Regions from separate parts of the Arachis hypogaea genome. Here region 1 is linked to region 2. The links are chromatin contacts, called in public Hi-C maps. All regions are on one chromosome and are shown on one strand. Each heading gives the region's core, a stretch centred on a gene start, on an enhancer-like site or on the middle of the called end of the contact. The rest is flanking DNA. Distances are from core to core; before and after follow the strand shown. Region 1 holds the start of LOC112791087 (lipase-like PAD4). Region 2 has its middle 17 kb from the start of LOC112780372.

Evidence for each region. Hi-C and Micro-C count contacts between places; a contact is called where the count stands out from the background.
Region 1: a Hi-C map of leaf shows a contact between it and region 2, with 2.3 times the contacts expected there. The contact joins the promoter of LOC112791087 here to the enhancer-like site in region 2. A contact is called at or near these places in 5 of 8 Hi-C or Micro-C datasets (leaf and an unstated tissue).

The regions. Positions count from the first base shown.
Region 1 is chr3:119,519,609-119,522,308 of arahy.Tifrunner.gnm2.J5K5, reverse strand. LOC112791087 (lipase-like PAD4) reads right to left here and starts at 1,356. Exons shown (of 4, transcript XM_025833789.2): 1 at 1,133-1,356; 2 at 659-983. The coding sequence starts at 1,155.
Region 2 is chr3:119,444,974-119,447,673 of arahy.Tifrunner.gnm2.J5K5, reverse strand. No RefSeq gene overlaps it. Among protein-coding and RNA genes, the nearest start is that of LOC112780372, 17 kb to the left of the region's middle. Within about 2 kb of position 1,438, at least 3 of the 3 cell types and tissues checked have open chromatin away from gene starts, as enhancers often do.

The DNA of each region.
Region 1 (2,700 bases), core at 107-2,606, 75 kb before region 2:
TTTTATAAATTAAAATTCAATTAAATTAAACTATAAAATATAGATGTGTAGTATTATTCTAAAAAATATAAGACAATATCAATCGGAATAGCCCAAGAAAATAACGAATACATATCCATGGCTGCAAAAAAACCACAATGCCCATTCTACTATAGTACTATAAGAAATGATGGCTTAAATTCTCATATTTCGTCTTGAAATCTTCTTTATCATCATTGATTCTAATATGGTTTTATTTAACAATCAAATTCTTATTTATTTATTATTATTTGAATTAAATTTGTTTTCTAAAAATTAAACACTTTATTATTTTTGTCCGTATTCAAATATGATAACTCTAATAATAGAGAAATACTAAAAAATTATTAAAATTTATTATTTTTTATTATTAATTAATTATTAATATTTAAAATATAAAATAAAATATATTATTAAATTATTAAACAAAAAAATTTAATTTATAATTAAATAATAAAAAAAATAAATTCTGATCAACTTAATAAATCTGGTAACGTTATTCAGAAACTAGAAGATTACGATCCTAACTTGTTCAGACTGCTAAAAAAGGAAAGAAATTAATAAACATGCCACAAACAATAAGAATATGCTAACACAAATACATGAGACAAGATTAAAGAAAGGAATTAAACAAACCAACCTGGGTTTGGAATGAATGAAGCAAGGAATTGAAGAGATTGAGGATGCCGGCGTGGACCATGACAGGTTCCTCCCCTTCACGAATACACGAGAAGAAAGCCACGTCACCAATTCTATCCAACGGCACCATGTTCCTCCACGTGTCGTTCGATCCCCCAACCATTTGCACGCCCGAGAAAGCCACGTAGGCCACGCGCCCTATTTGCTCCGCCACGAAGCTCCGGTGAGCGATGGCGCTTCTGTTGACGTGGTTGCACAGCCTCCATGACTCCGCCAGCAGCGGCGTCGACGCCACGAAAGTCGCCAGCATCTCGCTGCTCTCAAACCTGCATAGTCCCAAAACAAAACTTCAGATAATGAGGTTTTGATTAATAGACGGATTTATTATTGTTGTTGTTATGGTAATTTCGTGGAAGGTTTCGGGGTTTTGATTTTGTTGACATTTTGAGTGGCGAAGCTAATAGTGAGAACTTACGGTGAAGCTTCGTTGATAGCCATGGAATAGAATAGTCTTTGCTGGAGAGGGCGAATGTGTGGAAGAAGGTTTGAACGAAGAAGAGATGGACACTTGAAAGTGTTAATCCCCTGAAGGCTTCAACTTTGAATAGCCCACATTTTATATTGTCTTTACAAATTTGTAATTTGCTCACTGAGAACTGAGAAGTCAAAAGCGAAGTCGTCTTTCCATACAATTATCTTAATTATCTTTGTGGGGACAGTGATCAAAGGTGGACCTCCAACATACCGCGTGAACAACAAGACTCGGTCTTTTACATTTTTGCCATCATAATAATTATAACTCAAGACGCGTTTGCGTATTTAGGGGGTGCAAAACAAAGTTACCAATGATAGAATCAATGTAGTGTAAATAAATAAAATTATAATTGAACACAAGGAATCATTTTCTCTCTGTTCCGGACCTGCCACCCGACCCCAAAACGGCCAAACAATGGTCTGACTTTTAGGTTAAAATCCTTTCTACGGTTTAAATTGGTTAGAAAATAAAAAATTTTTAACCAACATTCAAATTCGAATTCGAATATCTCTTATCATAGTCAATAAAATAAGACAAGATAACTAAAAAAAATTATATACAAGGAGCCAAAAGTTTTTTAGGATACGTTATCATACACAACCTTAATTTTTGCTTTTTAAATCCATTTTAATTTGAACGTCGGAGTGTCTTTGCAGGTACCATCACCTACCGCTTCAAAAATCCGATCATATCATCACCAAGACCGACATGTCCCCGATCCTTTCCTCAACCCGTACCAACGAAGTCTTGTACATTGGTGCTGTCTGTGGAGACTTGTCAAGCTTTGGCAGAATGACAAACGAACACAAAGAACGATTCTCAAACCATCACTACGAACCAAACCCGTCAAATCCCCTCAGTGCACGAACCACAGAACGATGGTTTTCCCCTCCCCCACCTACCCACGGAAGGATAATCAGCGTCATCCACACGCAGCCAACCTATAATCAACAACCACAAACAGACAAGTCCCGATCTGGCGAACCCAGGATAATCGATGGACTGGAAAATAAGTGAACTGGATTATTCAAGAGCTACACCAGCGAGTACAGACTTTGGAAAGTCGGGTCGCCTCTAAAGAATGGTACCAAACGGAACGCACAAGCAAAGCGGTCTCCCGAACCGTGTCGCGAAGAGACGCAAGGCACGAGAGGTCACCAGATCAATAACACGGCCGACGCAGGAACCGCAACAAATCTTGGAAACCCGAACGCCATTATGATGAAGACGAAAGGAGATACCAGAGAGGTTTCAAGCGAAGAAGGAGTGAACACGTGATAATGGGAGCTACCCCCTTCACCGAGAGAATCATGAAGGCCAAGTTATAGAAGGATTTCGACAAACCAACTGACATGAAGTATGGTAGCACCAAGGATCCACAAGAACACCTAATGGCATTTGAGGCTAATATGAACTTAGAAGGAGCGGCCGACGTAGTTCGGTGCAGGGCCTTCCCGGTAACCCTAGCCAACCCAATAATTAAGTGGTTTAACGCCCTCCCGAATGGC
Region 2 (2,700 bases), core at 189-2,688:
ATCGAACACGTCCCGCTTCTAACCACAGGTAGTAAAAAGTTAAACTCTAACCTGCCCTATAATTATTAAAATCCAACAAATAAAATTAAATTTTAAAATTTATATAATCATTATTATATACATAATATAAATTAAAGTAAAAATTTAAATATGATACAATATTATTAATTATTTTACTAATTATTTTATATATATTACATATTATTATATATTATACTGGGTGGGTTTAACCTAAACCCGATCTCGTCCCGCCTCGCCTAAGAATCCGTTCCGTTAAAAACTCTCCCCGAGCGGATAGAGGCGAGGTGGGTACCCACGAGTTCGGATAGTGTTGCCACCCCTACCGACAGTGAGATGTGTTGCCCTAACAACTTCACAATTAAAGTTTCCCACTATGGGTTCCTAAGAGTCTTTATATGGCTGCCTCATTGATAACAAAGTTAAAAATACCATCTACCCGTTCAACTCTAATATCTAGCTTTTGGTTCCTTTCACCTTCTCTTACATTCTGGCCTTCTGTCTCTTGTACTTCCTCGGACTCCATATCCTCTTCCTCTAAGGAGGAAAAGCTGTCGCCTTCCTCCATTTCCATCATTGTTACTGGCTTTCTTCCTCCCTTAACCACTTCGCTGAACGATCTTAGTGGTGGAGCAGAGTTTGCATATTATATCACCTCTTCTCCCATCCATTCTTCTTCTCGTGGCACCAATGACAAGCTTCCCGTAAAATCCAGTCCTTCTTCATCCCTTCTTACCTTCTTTCCCTCCCTTTCACTAAGTTCACTTTCAGTACCTTGTATTTGCCTTGGTTTATAAGCTCGTGAGTGAACCCCACAAACAAAACTACCTCTCATGGTGGTGACTCAGTGTCTCAGTCACAGTCTCAAACTCACAAACGTATGGAGAGAAAAAATAAATTTATCGCATGAAAATATTCAACTCACAGGGTTTAACTTTTTCATGATATCTCTATTCTAAACCTAATTCCTCTTTAATGCCATCTTTGCTAGCCAATCTGCCTCTTCTCTCTTCTTTTTATTACAAGTAAAAGTTAGCCAGAGTCATACTTTTTTTTTGTTTGTTTTTCATAGTATCCCCCAACCTGACAGGTCAAAGACTAATCCATCGCGGATCTGAACTCCATTTAAGGATCTGTCGTTGGCCAATGAATTGTTGCATTCACAAGGCGGGATTCGATCCCCAATACTTGTTTGAGTCATACTTTACCCTTGCTATTAGTAGCTACCGGATCTACTGTTTACTGAATGGGCTAGGTTTGATAAATGGTTAGGGCCTTTAAGTCTTTTGGTTCTTACAATTGGTTGATTGGGCTGGATTTGGTTGGGTTGATATTCTTTCCAGGAACAAATGAGTTCTACTATTACTTTAGGATATTGGGCCAAAAGGTTTTTATTTGGATAAACGCCTAATAATTATCTATGGATTTGTGGAGGTTGTCTTGTTGCTGAATGGACTTTTAAGACTTAGGCCTGCTACTATAGTCCGCATATTTTCCTTGGAAAATAAATCATTTAGATATTTTCTGTTTTGTTTTTTGTTAATGTGAAAATCGTAAACATATTTGTCTCCATGATTATCTTTATACTTTTTAATTTCTCATTACAACTTTGACTTCTACATTTTTAATGTTATGTACTTTTGTTCACGCAAACAATCAGTGTCATCTTTTACAATTTACAAAAGAAATAATTGGTACAATTTACAAACTATAAATATATCATGTGTACTCTCACCTAATTTTTTTAAATAAAAATGTCAATAATATATTTTTAGGCTCAGCATTTTTAATATTGTAGAGAAATGTATATTTTTCACCATTATTTTTATATGTGTATTTAGCATTATTATAGAAAAAAGCCTTTACTTTTTAAAAATGAAAAACGTCACTATCATATTACGTGTGTTAAATTTTTTAAATTAGTTAAAATCATATTATGAAAAAAATTAAAATTTTGAAATTGAAAATGGCAAAGCCGTTTTGCATAAGCCATTTTTTTTAATTGAAAAAGAGAAAACGACAATGCCGTGTTGTTTGATATACGAGTTTAAAAAGTTAAACCTGGTTAAAACGGTATTAACATTTTGTAGAAAAAACAAAAATGCCATTAACGTTTTATATTGGCACAAATAAAAAATATAAAATTAACTATAAAAATAAACCTTGGTGTTTATGAAACACTTCGAGGAGAGTAGAAAAAAACAAGAAGTTGTTCTTCATTTTAAGATTTTGAGAGAACTCTTTAAAATTTTGAGTTGCTTTACATATTAAGAGTGAAAAAAATTGTGAGTAAATATAACGATGGTATAAAATAAAGGGTTATGTTAGTTTAAAAATATACTATAATAATTAGATTTTGTCTCATATATATGAGTGTGAGTTTTTTATGGGAGAATTTATGTGTTATTATTTTTTTTTTGTTTAATTACTCTGTTGGTTCTTATAGTTTTGCAAAATTTTATATTAAGTTCATATATTTTTTTTTAATTGAATCCTTGCACTAATTTTTTTTTTTTAGTTGAGTCCCTACACTTTTTTTTTCTTTTTATTTGAGTTCCTATACCAATTTTTTCTTTTTTTTTTTAATTAGATCCCTATACAATTAAGCCAATTACTACTAAGAGTCCAAGAGGGACTTAATTGAAAAAAAAATTGGTGTAAGGACCCAATAAAAAGAAAAAA